Linked DNA regions of Triticum aestivum: regions 1 and 3 are each linked to region 2. Evidence: chromatin contacts called from public Hi-C data. All regions are on one chromosome and are shown on one strand. The core of a region is the stretch at or near the end of the contact, and the rest is flanking DNA. Distances in the headings are between cores, read along the strand shown.

What was found. Hi-C and Micro-C count contacts between places; a contact is called where the count stands out from the background.
Region 1: a Hi-C map of leaf shows a contact between it and region 2, with 3 times the contacts expected there. The contact joins the promoter of LOC123098099 here to the promoter of LOC123098098 in region 2. A contact is called at or near these places in 1 of 5 Hi-C or Micro-C datasets (leaf) and 1 of 1 datasets of contacts at active chromatin or transcription factors (leaf).
Region 3: a contact with region 2 is called in a Hi-C map of leaf, with 5 times the contacts expected there. The contact joins the promoter of LOC123098102 here to the promoter of LOC123098098 in region 2. A contact is called at or near these places in 2 of 5 Hi-C or Micro-C datasets (both in leaf).

The regions. Positions count from the first base shown.
Region 1 is chr4D:388,714,604-388,717,325 of IWGSC CS RefSeq v2.1, reverse strand. LOC123098099 (protein EARLY-RESPONSIVE TO DEHYDRATION 7, chloroplastic) reads right to left here and starts at 1,288. Exons shown (of 4, transcript XM_044519976.1): 1 at 273-1,288. The coding sequence starts at 1,267.
Region 2 is chr4D:388,080,014-388,082,713 of IWGSC CS RefSeq v2.1, reverse strand. LOC123098098 (small GTPase LIP1) reads left to right here and starts at 1,307. Exons shown (of 7, transcript XM_044519975.1): 1 at 1,307-1,418; 2 at 2,382-2,473; 3 at 2,558-2,699. The coding sequence starts at 1,313. LOC123098096 (cell cycle checkpoint protein RAD17) reads left to right here. Exons shown (of 11, transcript XM_044519973.1): 11 at 116-601. The coding sequence ends at 349.
Region 3 is chr4D:388,879,874-388,882,573 of IWGSC CS RefSeq v2.1, reverse strand. LOC123098102 (pto-interacting protein 1) reads right to left here and starts at 1,436. Exons shown (of 10, transcript XM_044519978.1): 1 at 408-1,436; 2 at 216-301; 3 at 1-113. The coding sequence starts at 549.

The DNA.
Region 1 (2,722 bases), core at 39-2,538, 630 kb before region 2:
CTGGACATAACATGCATAACGAAGCTATAACTGATTATCCCTTATCCAAATGCCGATCTTAGACCATGCAACTAATGGCAAGAGGTGAGTCATCTCATTCGTTAAATTTTAGATCATCCAATGCTGCAGCTTAACAGGAACAGTGGAACTGTAAATTAAGTGAATCATTTAGTTAATCAAATGGCAGACTAAAAAAGTGCATCTAAGCTACTCCAATGTGAGCTGCTCTGCAACATAGTAGAGATAAACGATAGTATGTTCTTTATCCATACCTCTTCATCCTCTTGAGGGAGCTCGGCTTCACCTGCGTATGCTTGCCGTTCGCCCCCGCACCCTTCTTCAACACCGCCTCCCCGCATTTCAGGCCGGAGGCTGTGATGTCCCCGCACCAGATGATGCCCCTTACCAGCTGCCCCGAGCCCTTGGCGATAAGCCTCGCCACCGACGAGCTGTAGTCGTCTACGTTTGGCGCGATTGTCGTCCAGAAGGCCGCGGACTGCTCCTCAATTTCCTCCTTCTTGTCCCCGGCAGCCTCCTCCGGTGTGATCTCCGACACCGCCCTCGTGTCCATTACCTCGCCCGCCTCGTCGTCGACCTGCTTGACGGAGAAGGTTGTGTACTCCTTCAGGACCCTGTCCAGCTCCTGCAGCACCTGCTCCTGCCCTTTCCCCGCGACGGTGAGCCCGTAGCTCAGCGCGGCCTCCCGGTCCGCGTCCGTCTCCGCCACGTCGTCCTCCTTGTCGTCGGGGTGGTCCGAGTGCGGGACGTGGAGCGAGAAGAAGTAGTGGCCGGCGTCGAGCTTGACGACGGCGACGTCGCTGGCGAGCGGCCACTGCACGGGCTCCTGCGCGTCGGTGAAGCGGCCGCTGCTGAGGAAGCTGAAAAAGCCGCGCCGCTGGTTGGACTTGTCCGGTGTGAGGCGCGCGAGGACGGCCACGCAGTGGTCGCCCTGGCGGAGGCGCACGATGGAGAGCGTGCCAGCGCCGAGGTCGAGGCTGCGGTCGGGGTCGACGAGGTGGAGCTGCGAGCCCGGCACGTCGACGAGGGTCTCCTCCACCGTGGGCGGGGCCGGGGCGGCGTCCTCGGCCGCGTCGGCCGGGAAGAGGTTCTCGGCCATCTCGTGGGGGTCCATGGTGGGGTAGAGCGACTCGCCGGCACCGGCGCCGGTGCTGGCTGCGGCGGGGTTGTACTGGAAGGCGGTGTTGTGGTCGGGGTGGGACTGGGGCACCTCTGGGTACATGCTCTGCTGCTTGGAGGCGGAGGCCATGGCGGATTCGCTGGTCGGCTGTTGCGTCGTGTCACAGTACGCCGGATCGAGAGGGGAACGAAGTGGGGAGGATGAAGCGGGTGCAGGGGATTTTAATACGCGAGGGGTGGAACCGGCGAAGGCGACAGTTGATTCGCGGTGGCGCCCAGTGCGCGGGGATTTCCTGCGCCCGTGACGGCGACGGGGAGCTGGTCGGCAGCGTGTCAGAGACGGGACGGCCGTGCGTCCGCGGCGGCACACAGGTGGGTGCAGATGGCGGTGGCAAAGGGGGATCCGGGTTCCCCGATAGACGAGAAGACTTTGGAAGAAAGGAACCGGAAGGCAAGCGAGGAGGACGCGTAGACACCGTGGGGATGGCCCGGGGAACAGCTCACCGGCCACGGAGGTGCCAGCAGCAAAAGAATATGGCTTTGGGAAGGCGAACACGAACTGGCGCGCTCCAGAGTTCACGTGTGTGCAGCTTCTCGGCACCTGGCGGTGTGCCGTTGCACAACTTCGGAGTGACGATCGACGGTGGTGGTACGTTGGTTTTCCGTTCACCGCGTCGCCGACAGCAGGCGGTAGTCAACATGTTTTTTTGTTTCCGCCGCCGTGCACGGGCGGGCCGGCGAAGCGGTGGGCATCAAATGTACTCCCTCCGTACTAAATTAATATGGAACGGAGAGAGTATCATCGAGCTTCCACATTTGTCCGCGCATTTTCATGGACGTCTTTGGTTGTCCGCGTCGTTTTTCACCCTTTGCATATTGGTCCCAGCTGGGACTGACTGCGAAGAAATAGGAAAAAAATAATTATCATTTGCACATTGTTTGGCTGTCTGCATATTGATTGACTGCATTAGAGCAACTCCAACGCGTCGATTGTCGTGGTTCTAAGTCTGACAGTAGAATATGGGGTATGTAAGAAGAGGCAAGATCCTAGCTACGATAAGGTTGTGCACGCAAGATTTACGAGTTCAGGCCCTTCTCAGAGGAAGTAAAAGCCCTACGTCCCGGTGCCCTGAGGCGGTCGACTGGATTATGCGTGAAGTTACAGGGGATGTGAACCCTTGTGCCAGTGGAGGGGGATGGCTTATATAGAGTGTGCCAGACCCCAGCCAGCCCACGTTACAAAGGGTTCAATATACATTAAGGTGGGACGTTACTGGTAACGCCAGCAATAAAGACATATCGTTGACCATTAAGACTACGGAGTGAATGCCTAACCGTTGCCATCCTGAGTAACTATAAATCTTCTGTGCTTCGAGTGGTTTCTGTTATGGTCGAATGAGTATATCCTGATCGAATGGAATTGGGTTATCCGAGTGGAATTGTTGGTCGAGTGGGTTGCACTCTGAGGTGATTTCAGTCGGCAGATGTTGTTGTCCTTTGAATGTTTTTTACTCTAGGGCAGTGTCCTTGGGAAGGGTGTCTACGTCAGGCCTATTACCCTACCCTAGGTACATGTCATCGTCAT
Region 2 (2,700 bases), core at 58-2,557:
ATAGCTGTACTTAGATCAGTGTGGCGCTGATCAGTTTTCCATTTTCATTCTATTCATGTTTGTTAGCTGGCATCTGATGATCCGCAATTTCGTTTTGTTGGAAACAACAATGCAGGGTCTGATTCTTAAAGAAAGATTTGATCCGTCTAGCACGTCTGGTTCTCGCAACTTCTCCGACGTGGTCACTGACTTCAGGCCTTTCGAGAGATGGATAAGCCCCCACAATGATATGACCAGAAATAACCCCTCGCGCCACGATGTCGCAGGTGGCCCAAACTCCATTGATATGCTTGATGCTGAAGGGAATAACAGTGAAGAAGAAGAAGAAGATGAGATAGAAGAATGGTAAAAGTACAACCATGCTGATCTAGCTCATATCAGATGTAATCTAGTTTGGTAGAGAGATTTTTTCTTTTGAGGGGTTTTGGTAGAGATCTTCAGGAACTACTACCTCTGTAACTAAGTACTATAAGACGTTTTTGAAGTTTAAATTGAACTGCAAAAACATCTTATATTTAGTTACGGAGCTAGTACAGTAACATGTAAAACGTCAGAATTACCTCTGAGTGGTTGGGTCATGTGTTTTTGGCCATGTTCGTTATTTCTGCGCAGTCCAACTGCCTACTACTGTTTGGCTCGCTTCCATTTCCTCGGTCAGTACAGCAAGTTGCATGGTCGCCGACGCCGTGCGTGTGTGTGATGCAGGTGAGCCTAACATCAATCAGTGCGCGTTTGGCCGAGACGCGCAGCAAATCCAGTGCAAAGGAAAGAAAAATCCCGAGCTCCCAGTATCAGAATCAGAATCAGACTTCGTTCAAAAAAAAAAAGAATCAGAATCAGACGCTCCCAATCTGACTCGCAGGAGATCTCAGATGTTGACTTACTGTACGGCGTCATGTGCTACACGGCCAAGAGGATCCAAGCGCGCATTCTTTAATCCAAGGTCAATCCTGCGCGTAAAGTGTGTAGTACTTGCTTGTACGAGTAGTCACCTTGGATCAAACGAAAGAGCCGAAGATTCACATCGCCATCACAATCCGCCAACCGATAAAAAAGGAAGAGAAGAGGAGCAGAGCATCGACCGACACGCCAAACGCTACTCTCCCGTCAGCGTCAGGCCATCCCGTTCGCACCCGCCACGATCCCCCTGAAAACTGGAATGCTCCTTCGCGGCTGGTGCTCCAGCCCTCCTCGCCTGAGATTCCTTCCGTCTCCGCCGCCTCCTGCCCGGCGGTTCGAATCGCGCCCACTGCTCTCGTGATCTAGCCCCCGGGCCGTCTCGTCGAGGGGGTCCCGGGCGTCGGCGGCGGCCATGTTCTGGAAGGACAGCAGCGCCCGGAGTAGCAGCAGCAGCGGCCGGGAGCAGAGCGGCGTCGGCCCCTTTGGCCAGGTGCGCGTCCTCGTCGTCGGCGATTCAGGTCCGTCCTCCCCGCGCCTCCCGTCTGTGATACGCCAACTCGTGAACGTCTGGTAGTTGGCGGATGTCGTGAGATTGGGAGGATGTAGAGTAGGCATGTGTTACTGACGACTTTGATGGATCGTGAATTGCCTATTGAGAGCCTATTCGTCAGTGTTCGGTTCCGCCTTCGTCCTCGGATCACACCTGGTGAACAAATCGAGTACAGAAAGGAGTGTTGTTAGTTGGGTTGGGACAATGGCCCATCTTTCTGAACTTTTCCTGCTTGGATGTGGGTGATTGGGAAGCCAAATGGAGTGGGAGAAACTCGTCTTTTTGCCCTTGTACTACTACATTTGTTTACTTTTTGTACAAATCATTTACTAGTAAGCACGCCAATCAATTTTAGAAAATCCTTTCCTTGTGCGCAAAAAAATCTGACTGAAAGATCACCAAGTGCAACCTTCGTTTCACATATGCCTCAATGCACTTAATGTTTGGGTATTGAAGGGGAGATAATTGCAACAGGGAGTTTTGCTGTGGCAATTACGGACTATATAGCCGTATTCAGTGGTATAGAAGGATTTTCTCTCTTTTTCTGAAACAAGTATTGTGGTGTGTGCAATTTGTGATGTTGTCCTGCTATGCGTCACACCATGATCTGGACTACAACATGAAGCAATGCCAAGTAAAATCTGGACTAGGACCATGCGTGGAACCCAGTTATTTATTTGTTATAAGCTCCATATTGCATTCGCCATCCTTAGAAATATATATAAAAAATATATTCAATGCAACCTTCTACTGTATTTTCTGAACTGTGCTCAACTGCCCATACAAGTTACTCTGTTACACCAATAGTGGCTGAACTTTTTTGTATGCGCCTGAGAATCGGCAGCCAAAAAACCACACCATAGTTGCATGCTGTTCTACTCTTCTGAATATGGTTCTTCAGTTGCATTAAATTTCCTTATTTCTCTCTCAGGTGTCGGTAAATCTTCACTGGTGCATCTCATCTTAGAAGGTTCTGCTATTGCTCGACCAGCTCAGACAGTAGGATGTGCGGTGGGCATTAAAGTAGGTGCTCTCGCTCTGTGCTTTGCCAGCTTGTACCATTTGCTTTTTTTAAATCCACTTACATTGTCACTGTTATTATTTCAGCATGTTACTTGTGGAAGTGCAGGGGGCTCTTCTAATAACATCAGTAATGATGCTGAAAGGAATTTCTTTGTTGAGCTTTGGGATGTCTCAGGGCATGACCGCTACAAAGCTTGCCGTTCAATTTTCTATACGCAAATCAATGG
Region 3 (2,700 bases), core at 187-2,686, 800 kb before region 2:
GAGTACTTCTTGTTGGCGCCAATCACCACCGCCATGGCCGCGCAGAGCTTTGCCTCCTTCACCAGCACCTTCTGGATCGAGCTCCCCGGCGTCACCCGCCCCACGAGGACGATCTGACGGACATGAAACCATACCATCAATACCAGCACATGAACGCAACCGCCAACGACATTAATGGCGGTGAAGGCCTCGTGCTTGCTTGCTTGCTTACGCACGTCTTTCTTGCTGCAGATGGCCTCGTACTCCGCCAGGTAGTCGTCCAGCGTCCTGATCAGCGTCAGCGCGTTCGTCTTGCACAGGTCTCCTTCGATTCAAGACAAACACGAGGAAATGCTACCATGAATCGAGCTGCAAGCAAGCAAAGGTTCTTGACGGATAGGAGATGGGATAAGGGGCAGGGTACCTACCGGATTTGCGGTAAATGTGGACGGCGACGACGCGGTCGCCGCTCCTGGCCGCCTGGTTGAGCGCCCACTGCAGCAGCTCCTTGCCGACGGCGTCCATGTGCAGCCCCACCAGTATGCACCGCCCGACGCCCTCCCCCGCCATGCTTCCCCCCACCAGTGGCAGCTCGAGAGAATCACCAGGAATCACACTTGTCCGCCATGGCGATCGATAGATAATACTCGCCGCAGCACGCAGTCGGCGGCTCAACCACTAACCGCCGTGGACCTCCCCTGTTGGCCGATACGAAGCCCGCTTACCGCAGCCAATGCAGCACCACTACGACCCGGAACCTCCCCCTCCGCTGGAATAGAAAATGGCGCGGCTGTCGTCGCAGGGGCGGCCTCCCGGAAAGCGAGCCCCGTCCCGCGCGCCGAAGCGAAGCCACCCGCCGGCTTTACAGCCGATGGATGATCTAACTCGAGCCGAAAGGGGGCGAGGGGGGTGAACCAACGGACCGGGGAGGAGGAAGATACAGTACAAGCGCAAGGAGCCAGAGGGAAGCGGCAAATATATCCTACCGCTAGGAGTTCAAGCGGGCGGAAGATGTGGCGGAGCGAAGGGGGGAAGGCGGGCAGCGAGCGGCAAGCGACAGAGGTAACTACCTAAAATCTGGTTGGGTTGTCAGGCCTCAGCCGTGGAGATGGTATATAAAATTTCACTCTACATGGCGCCGCGACACGCCGCCGGCCGTCACCATCGGCAGGCGGGGCGGGGGCGGGGGCGGGGGCGGGCTCCGCCCAACCACTCCAACCACGAATGCCGCAGGAAAGACACGAGGCCGCGCAGGGCAGGGGCTTGGGTTGAACGGCCCGAGACGGTCTTCGTCGCGGTCCGCGGCGGCGAGCGGGCTGGCTTTGCTAGGCTGCTGTCTTTTGTGGCGCCGGTAGGCCGACGGCTAGGAAACGGAGACGGCGACCGAGACACGCACTCACGCAGACGCAGGTGAAACGAACGAGAGCGAAGTGGAGGTGATGCAATGCTATGGGATGGATAGATTAGATAGATATGGTCAATTGGGAGAAAAGTATTGTATGTGTGCAGTAGGATCTGTGATGATGGGACGGAGAAAGGCGGTGGAGGAGATTGGAGGGGTAAAGGAAAAATGATGGAAGATGGTTAGGGGATTGACCGAGGGAGCTTCCATTGGCGATGATTTGTACACGAACTGGAAGGAAAAAGGGAGAAAAGGATCCAAATTTGTACGACGGGGTGATTCAGTAGGACTGTTCTACTACCGCTAGTAGTAAATAGTTACTGGCGTGCGGCCTCGTTGCAAAGATGCCAATGCTTGCAGATGCACTGGGATTAGCATTCTTGGTGCTGCCGTATCGCGCACTGCATTGCAAATTCAGTCACGCACGCAGGGTTGACCGGCGAAGGCATCACCCTTCGTACGGGTCGTTTTCGTTTAGTATTTTCTGTTCCTCTGGTTCAACATTTTAATAGTAAATTCTCGTCTGATCTATGGCCAGACGTGGACCGTTGGTAGTTCAGTATTAAATGTTGATTTTCAACCGCGATCGACATCCGTTCATGTTACGTCCATCCGTATTATTGCCACGTCAGAACATCTGCAGATACGGGACGGGAGGCGTGTTTCAGAGCACTCTACCCTAGTCCGAATGAGGTCACTGTGTAATCTTCGCTCACTGATCGATCATGCTGCCGATCGAGTGGCGGTCCATGCAATGTCACTTTCATGTCATTCAACTATCTTCAAATAGGCCTACAAATACACATCTTCTACAGATATAAAAAGAATGAAATGCACGGGGAAATCGGGAGCGAAAGTCTTTGCGACAACCTTAAGATGAAAATTGTCATGATTTTTTTTCTTCCAAAATAAGTTAAGCAAACCGAATGTGAGCGGCGTGTCGTGCCTATCACACAAGTACGAAGAGCTGACTGGTACGCAAACTTGGCTTCCAGCAAAACACCACAATGCACGCATGACACGAGGATAGATGCGACAGTGTATTGCTGCCAGCACGTGGTGTACAAAATCCAACTGTTTCGAGCACAATACTTACGAAGGTGACGTAATCACGATGGCCGCGTCGGATGTTTGTCAGCCGTCACGCATAAGAAACCCTTGGATCGCAATCCCTGCAAACGTGATACATGCGTTATGCTGGTCACAGAGGAAAGGAAGTAACTTCGAGCATCTACAGGACTTTGCAAATCCAGCCCTTGGAACGCCGGCGGACGCGTCCGCGGGCAATGACCGGGCACACCTTAAATTAACCACTTTAC